2 separate regions of the Danio rerio genome follow, and region 1 is linked to region 2. A link is a contact called in public Hi-C data. All regions are on one chromosome and are shown on one strand. The core of a region is the stretch at or near the end of the contact, and the rest is flanking DNA. Distances in the headings are between cores, read along the strand shown. Region 1 has its middle 12 kb from the start of cdc42bpb. Region 2 holds the start of znf521 (zinc finger protein 521).

Region 1 (4,596 bases), core at 792-3,291, 220 kb before region 2:
CATGTTAAATGTTAATTCCTGGTTGATATTTTTGTAATCATCTGCAACATCATGAATTTCATGAACACCAGTCTTTCATAATGAACTCCCCCATACCCAAATCATCCTATTGCATAGATCATAAAAAGGTGCCACAGAATGCATTGATATAATACTTTTTTTAAATTTCTCTGATGTTGAAAAGGAAGTTATGTAGCTTATAATAAGTGCAAAAATTCTCCAGAAAAGGTTATTAAAGTTGTATTTTCAAGCCCTATGATTGGACTTAATATGAGATGGGTGGTTTTGACCATATTTGGAAGGTTTGTGATTATTATTGATGAGCTCTGCTCTGAGACCCTGTCAACAGGAACACGGGTATTTTCAAAACCACCATTTTTCTTTTATGCAGTTTGTTCACAAAAAAGCATAACCATGTGACTGAAACAAATGGAGTAAATGACTTTTTAAACGGCAGTTTTGATAACTGAATGATAGAGAAGTGGTCAAGTGGCTTATGTTAAGTAGGAGTGAGTAAGTAACTTTATGCCACCAAAGTAATCTAGTTTACTCCTGAGTTGTGTTATGGATGAAAATTTGGTTAATTACGATTATACTCAACAAAAGAGGCAGACAGAAATGTATTTAGTGCATTTAACATAAAACACAACCAGGATTTAATATCAACCTAAGCATAAGCAAATGAGTTTTTTACATTTATTGTGAAAGATACAATAAAAGTTACATATTCAGCAGTCTACATGTGTTTGTTGCCTCATTGCAAAAAACAGAAATGTGCGCACATCTAGAAAAATCTTGAAGGCAGGTGCACGATCAAAAAACAAACATAAGTAGCAAAAGATTCAAAGTAGATCGGCACACTGCCACTTTAGCTCTCAAATTTTTTTTTTTTTTTTTTTTTTTTTTTTTTTTAGTCAAAATTACAAAAACACTACGTTTCGACCGACATGGTCTTCATCAGGTGACCTGATGAAGACCATGTCGGTCGAAACGTAGTGTTTTTGTAATTTTGACTAAAAAAAAAAAAAAAAAAAAAATTTTTTGAGAGCTAAAGTGGCAGTGTGCCGATCTACTTTGAATCTTTTGCTACTTATGTTTGTTGCCTCATTACCAACACACATTGCAAATATCTTAAGATACATGTTAAACTAACAAAAGATACAGATAAACAGACCTTATGACTCTTCAGGTTGGCGATAAATAAATTTAGCATCCATGTATTCCGCATTGTGCGTTGACTCTTCATGGTCATGCATGGCTGCTTGCTTCACAGAAAGCTACTTTACTTTTTCAAAATAAGAGTCACACATTGCCTATGTACAGTAAAATTTAAGTTTAGATCAAATAAAAAATATTGAGGATTAAGTTGGGGGGATTTCACATTAGGAAATCAATCAAATGCTGCTGAGAAATGCATTTAAATGATCCCATGTGGATCTCCACAGTCTTTTGATTGGTCTGTTTTCACTGGATTTGCGTTTTGAACAGGGAAACAATAGTGTTTGACACAAATGGTATGTCATTACCATGTACTGAACTCTTAATATTCTGCTATGTCTATACCCAGATTTTCATGACACCTTTAAACACACTGTGTTGCTTTATTTTGTGTGGCTGGATGTGTGTTCAGTTGTACTGTTTTATTATATTTTTACCTCTTAGATACGACAGTCAGATATGATAAAATCAGTCGTGAGCGATGTATTTGTCAGAATATTTAAACCTGTCTGGAAGTGACTCCATTTGTGATGTAAAGTCAAGACCTCTGGAGTTCATACACTCACTTAACTATTAGGCCGGTATCTTATGCTAACATTTCTGTTTCACATTACACAGTGTGATGGAACACAGGGCGTGATGGAAAACAGGGCTAGAAGTCAGATGTCGGAGGTTACAGCACCTCGCCTTCCTATTGGCTCAAGCTTGATTATGAGGATGATGATGATGTCACAGCGAGCGTCCAGTGAAAGGAGATGCTGCCGTTCATATAGAGGCTCCGGGTGATCATCTCGCAGCCCAGGATCCAGCAAAACCCAGACCTCAGCCACTTGGCAGTCGGATTTTTCCAGTGGCTCTGTAACTTGACAAGGAGAGGTATCCATTTTGACACATATACCTCTGTGGATGTTAATTTTTAAACACTAAAGAGTCAGTGTCGGTTCAGCACAGCGATCACGCATTCCTACTTCAAAGAAAATGAAAGATTTGAGTTAAATTACCTACAAATTGCAGTCCAATAGTGAGTACCATTAATATGATAGGAATTGTAGTTAGTTATGTAATAATCTGTCGACTTTTTAACTTTTAGACTACTTTTGACATAGTCACACAACCTTGAATAACATTATTTTGTACCATTTTGATACAAATGTAGTTCACTTCAGATTAAAAAATCTGTCATGTTTAAAAACCCACTGCTTGTTCAGGTGTGGAACACAAAAATAGATGATATATCAAATCAAATCAAATTAAATCAAATCACTTTTATTGTCACATCATCAGCAGCACGTGTGCTATGATGATTGAAAAGCTTAGGTGCTGGCTCCAGACAGTACAAAATATAGACAGTGCATAATACTGACAGTGCAAAAACAACAGCATACAGCATATTATCATGTTTTTTGTAACCCAAGTCACACATAATCCAGCAAACACACAAAACATTAATACCTGTGAGCCCTGACAATATATTGTGGATGTATTAGGGCTGCACGATATTGGAAAAATCTAACATTGCAATATTTTGGTATTCTCCGATATATATTGCACTATGGATACAATTTCACCTGATGACTTGAACATTTTTCTTTTAGGGAGATCTGATCATTTAAGAATGATTGGAATGATTCTTAAGGGCAGTACATCTTCATAAAAGTCTAACAAATAAACATATTAAATAATGTAATATAATAAAGAAAGTGATAGAAATGAAATAAACACTTTTCTATTGTTTTCCGAGGAGTCTAACAGTATTCAGGTACAGTAATTGAATAATCAAATGTATAATAATACTGCATAGTCTTTTTTGTATAAATATTTAAATGAAATTAATCATTATTTAAGTTAGAAACCGTTCAGTTTATTGTACGTGAATGCTTTTAAAGTCCTTCTACAGTCACAGGTCTCAAAAACACACTATAATAAAGACTCAACATTGCATATCCTGCGATGTGACTATTGCAAATGATCACATTTTGATATCGATGCTGAAACATTATACTGTGCAGTCCTAAATTTTAAGTCAGAATTATTAGCCCCCCTTTGAATTTTCTTTTCTTTTTTAAATCTTTCCCAAATGATGTTTAACAGAGCAAGGAAATTTTCACAGTATGTCTGATAATATTTTTTCTTCTGGAGAAAGTGTTATTTGTTTTATTTAGGCTACAATAAAATCAGATTTTAATTTTAAAAAATAAACATTTTAAGGTCAAAATTATTAGCCCTTTTAAGCTATTTTTTTTTCAGATGTCTACAGAACAAACCATTATTAAACTATAACTTGTCTAATTACCCTAACCTACTTAGTTAACCTAAATAACCTAGTTAAGCTTTTACATGTCACTTTAATCTGTATAGAAGTGTTTTGAAAAATATCTAGTCAAATATTATTAACTGTCATCATGGCAAAGATAAAATAAATCAATAAATTGATAAATCAAATAAATTTCACTTTCTGTTTCCGTTAAACAGAAATTGGGGGGAAAATAAACAGTGGGGTTAATAATTTAGGGGGGTTAATAATTCTGACTTTAACTATGTATTGACTGATTTATGTATTGATTGCTCAGAAACTGCATTTTATTTACAGCATTACCCAAAGCTTGGAAATGAACAGCAAATGTTTTTAACATTTTGGGTAAACAATCCCTTTAAAATGTAGGAATATAACTGAGACAGTTCTTCAATAATTATAAGCAATAAATATCAGTATATCTTAATTTTGAGTCAGTGTCAGATCCCTTTTAGTGTTTAATAAACACCACTTGACCTTTGATGACCATAAAGTACATCTTCAATATTTTTTCATTTTCCTTCGGCTTAGTCCCTTTATTTACTTTATATACAGGGGTCACCAAAGCAGAATGAACAACCAACTTATGCTAGCATATGTTTTAGACAGAGGATGCCCTTCTAGCTACAACCCAGCACTGGGAAACACCCGTACACACTCACATTCACTCACATTCACTATGGCCAATTTAGCTTTTTCAAGTCACCAATAGCGCATGTCTGTGGACAGTGGGAGAAACCGGAGCACCTGGAGGAAACCCACACGAACACAGAGGGAACATGCAAACTCCACACAGAAATGCCAACTGGCCCCGCTGGAAATCGAACCAGTGAACCTCTTTCTGTGTGGTGAAAGTGCAACCCACTGAGCCACTGTGTCGCTCCTTTGGGTGAACTATCCCTTTAAAATGTAGGAATGTAACTGAGACAGTTCTTCAATAATCATGAGCAATTGATGTCAGTTTATCTTAATTTTGAGACAATGGCAGATCCCATTTAGTGTTTAATAAACATCACTTGACCTTTGACAACCATAAAGCATATCTTTATATATTTCTGTTAATATTAGGATTGGGCAGTATCCAA
Region 2 (4,509 bases), core at 38-2,537:
TTCTGTTTTTAATGACAGCACGATGAACTATAGAATTACCTCTACAGGGAAAACTATGCAAATAAAATGCGCAGAGAAACAACTTCAAAAGTTTAATTTTTCATTATACAGACTTATTCTGCAATTATTCTGGTAACATCTGTAATTCAAAGTGACAGCAACATGTCAGGAAACATACTAAGCTTTATACCCAGCAAACATAAAAACATTAGAAAATTTTTAAACTCGCATTTATTCATTTTTATGTCATGTTTCTGAATTTGTCTTCTGTTGTTTTATACTGAGAGAGTTACATATTATCTGTCCCCTGCTCCTAAATCTAACATGCATTTACATTTAATTGTTATACATTATTATATGTTTATTAAGCTGTATTCCTCAGTCATTTACATTCTCTGTCCTAGCTAGGACATTTAGTCCTCCCAAACAAAGCAAAATCGCTCACACATTATTAAAACAGCTGTGAAAACTTTGTTGTTCCTAATACCACAAGAGTAGCCTACCTTAATAAGTTAATCTTCATCGATATGTATGCTATCATGTGTATTACGTGCCTAATATGGTAACACACTCCTAATTAAAGACTAATTAAAGACTTTATAAGAATACAGTGGAAGTGAAATGAAAGTTCTGCAGAACAATTACATTATCCTCTTCTGGTCTACTCCGCAACATCGATCTGAAGTCTATCTACAACGTATTAGGGTCGATTTGCCTACTGTGGAGTTTCACTCAAAACCACAAGGAAACAAGTGATTAAATAAAAACCTTTCGTACCTTTCAAAGATCTTGGTTTCGCTTGCTTTCGACGAGACATTATAGAGGGCTTCAGCAGCTGCCAGTAAACGGGTTGAGTTGCTGTCCACTGTTTGAAAGCGCAGGCGGCGAACAAGAGCAAACACTTGAGTGTTATTTCATGAACTGGAATAGCGGGAAAGCACATTAATATGACGGGCAAAGGGGCTCGCCCCCGCCTACAGCAGCGGGATGACTCCATACACGCGCTGCGCCACCGGGGACGCGCGCGAGATGCGTAATCGCTGTACTCACGTGAACACGCGCACACACAGAGCTGAACCACAGTTTTATCGTTCATATACTTTTTAGTTTGAGTTAACTTGTTTAAAGTTGAAGAGTGTTGAGTTTACTAGTTCACGGTGTAAAAATAGTTCTCGTTTTTACTTCACGTCACGTTTTTTCTACAAGAATTTCGTAAGCTGAATGCAAGTAAACAGCAAAGAAGACTACATAATGAGAGCGTGCTTGCTGTATGTGCTTACAGTAGTCTAAATATATTGGCTTACTATAATTATTTTAATTAAATTTAATACATTACTTTTGTTAGAAATATTTAAGATTGTATCAAATCTGACTTTTAAGTTTAGGATCTGGACATATTAAATATTTAAATAGTAAAATTTCCTCAGAATGAAAGGTTAAATGAGTGTATGTAAACAACATTTAAACCTCATTTTATTTTTTAAAATTCCCAAAACGTCTCATTTTGGCTGAGAGTGGGAGCATTCACTCCATAATTCATACGTTTCTTTCAAATCAAAGAAATAAAACAACCAAGAAGAGAAAATGCTCATGTAACATTTGAAAAATCTACAATATAGCATCAAACATATGGCACTGTTGTAATGAAATCATCAGAGGAGCGTCTTCCTTCATAATGACACCTCGGTTTAATTTCTCTGTGGAAACGTTAGTTATGAGCCGCCCCGTTGGATGGGCTTTGCAGTGGGGAACGTTGATTAGAAAGCTGGATCCCTTTGGGAGTCTGCTCTGCAATTGCATGTTTCTAATGAGTTTTGAATTAGCTGCTGAGACACTTGTCTGTGACTGTTTTGTGAATAGAGAAGGGAATGTTGTGATGAAGACACACACCACGACATAATACATCTGTCAGGTCCTGAGATTCCAGCATAAAGACTTTGGGTCAGTGATGTGTAGTTTGGGTTGACTCTACCCTTAAGAATCCTTGTAGTGAGTTAAACTGTCAGATGACATTAGGAATCTGCAGCGCACCCGAGTATAAGCATATTTGTGAATATGTAGTGTAGCTTTAAATAGACCGTATTGACATGCAAAAGCAACCTTTGCACAAAGGAGATCATGAAGGAAATAATATATCAGCCAATCAGAGTATCTCCAGGGAGGAAAGCTGTTCTGCTTCATATCCTCAAGCACCCAATTGGTTTTATTAGACCATTTGAAAACAAATACTTTGCAGTGAATCTTCTTGAGCAAAAATAATAATAAAAACAGTCATTTGCTCTAGATTGTTGTTTTGATTGATTCACTTTTTTAAAGTTAAGAACTGAGAGAGTTAATTTTGTTATTCTGAGTGAGAAAGACTTATAATGTATGTTATTATTTCAGAACCACTAATAGGCATAAAATATAAAGCCTATTAAGCTCTTAAAGAAATAGTTAGCCACAATTAATACTAAAGGTATTAATATTAATATTAATATTAAAGGTGCCATAGAATGAAAATTCATTCATTCATTGTCCTTCAGCTTAGTCCCTTTATTCATCAGGGGTCGCCACACCCATACACTTTCACATGCACACACATACACTATGGACAGTTTATTTAATTCACCTATTGTGCCGGTCTTTGGACTGTAGGGGAAATCGGAGCACCTGGAAGAAATCCAAATGAACGCGGGGAGAACATGCAAACTCCACACATAGAATAGCCAATTGGCCCAGCCGGGACTTGAACCAGCGACCTTCTTGCTGTGAGGCGACGGGTCCAAGCTGCTACTCATTTTAATTGAGAAAATAGTTGTTTATGGCCATTTTTTAGATATATCACACATTAAAGTGAATTTAAAAATCATAGTGTACACATCATTCTCTGGAATTGCTGCATCACAGATACCAAAATGTTAACAATTTATAAAAAAATAATTATTATCCAGTCATCAGATATGGATATATATAGCGATCATGATTTTCGAAAGTATTACATGGCTTTGCAAACATTTATTATAAGCATTTGATGAGTCTCCCCATACGGGTTGGTAGAGCTATTGGACATAAAAAAGAGAGAGAGTTAAACTTAGAAAGTCATTTACCTGTTTAATAATGATTTGATCAGCTGTAGTTTAAGAAAAGTTTAGCTGTATTGTTCCATCTCTAAGGGCTTATTATGCAGTCTGTCACCATTGTGGATGGACAACCTCAACTGTCTTTGCTTAGTATGACAGGCTAAAGGCCGCCGACACGCTGTCTCTCAGAAATTATTAATATTTTAAAATATGCACTATCCTTATAAATAAACTTCATAGTTGCAATCTAAACCACTACATTCTCGACTAAAAAAGCCTCAAAAGTAAATTATGTTGCACAACAGAAGCAATATTTGTCAAACTGTAGAGTGTCTCTGCTTGTTGCTGTATGTGGGCAGAGTAATACAAGGGTGAAGGGTGAAGGGGTGGTACAAGTGCTTTTACTGGCAGAATATCACACGGCATTCAACCAATCAGATTCAAGAACAAGAAAGAACTGTTGCATAAATGAGCATAAAAAAACTGGAGAATATTCGTACTTGAGCCACATAACTTCTATGCAGATATTAAAGAACAGTTTAGCATATTGGATCAATGCAGTTTGTGGCACCTCTAAAAACACTCTATATTTTGCATGCCAGACCAGTAGTTTGTAAAGAAAGATAGTCCTGCACACGTACTGCCCCATAGTGTGCCATTGTTGTCAAGTATTGGCACACCAAACGTGCAATATGCATGAAGTTGCAGTTTTCATAAAATCATTTTAGACAGATATTAACAATAGCTCCAATCATTTAATCACCACAATTCCAACACAACGGATGATACTCTACTCAAAGCTGTTCACATTTTCAGACAGAAATTCTGTATTTCTGTGGCAACATGGTCAACATCTAAATTTACGTTGGCCAGGTGATACAATGGTCATTTGGTGAAATCACAGCTTTCAGAAATTTTAGAGTTTACAAATTATGATTGTGTGTTGTAGGAGGCCGGGATCACTTTTTACTTTCAGAATCTTCTAATTACAAGAAAATGAAGGCAGCTAATATCATCTACCACATTGGTTCCCAAAGGGGGGTTGCTTGGTGATTTCCAAAAATGTGATAATTTTTTTTTTAAATAAACAAATAGAATTACCATACTTTATCCATAACCTACTGAAGATAAAAATAGTAGTTTAGTTACAGCCTTCTGCTTTTTTTTTCTATTGGATTGGGACCCTTGGGGTGATTACATTATATTAAAGGTACTGATGCAGCAGATTAACTTTATGGAATCAGGTTAAACTTTCTGACACCTTTACAGCACTCACATACGTTTTTTAAAAATGAAATGAAAAATAGTCTTGGGCCTATTGGTGTGTGTGCCGTTGCATGCAAAGTTTCTTTATAACCACCCCAGAGGATATTGGGGGTCGCAAGTCACTGGCATTATTATTTTGGGGTCATGAGCTGAAAAGTTTGGGAACCCCTGATCTAACATG

What was found. Hi-C and Micro-C count contacts between places; a contact is called where the count stands out from the background.
Region 1: a Hi-C map of embryo shows a contact between it and region 2, with 2.4 times the contacts expected there. The contact joins the enhancer-like site here to the promoter of znf521 in region 2. A contact is called at or near these places in 2 of 18 Hi-C or Micro-C datasets (embryo and hematopoietic stem cells).

Annotation. Positions count from the first base shown.
Region 1 is chr20:20,995,721-21,000,316 of GRCz12tu, reverse strand. No RefSeq gene overlaps it. Among named protein-coding and RNA genes, the nearest start is that of cdc42bpb, 12 kb to the right of the region's middle. Within about 2 kb of position 2,041, at least 3 of the 62 cell types and tissues checked have an H3K27ac peak or open chromatin away from gene starts, as enhancers often do.
Region 2 is chr20:20,770,925-20,775,433 of GRCz12tu, reverse strand. znf521 (zinc finger protein 521) reads right to left here and starts at 1,287. Exons shown (of 3, transcript XM_001339531.9): 1 at 778-1,287. The coding sequence starts at 1,096.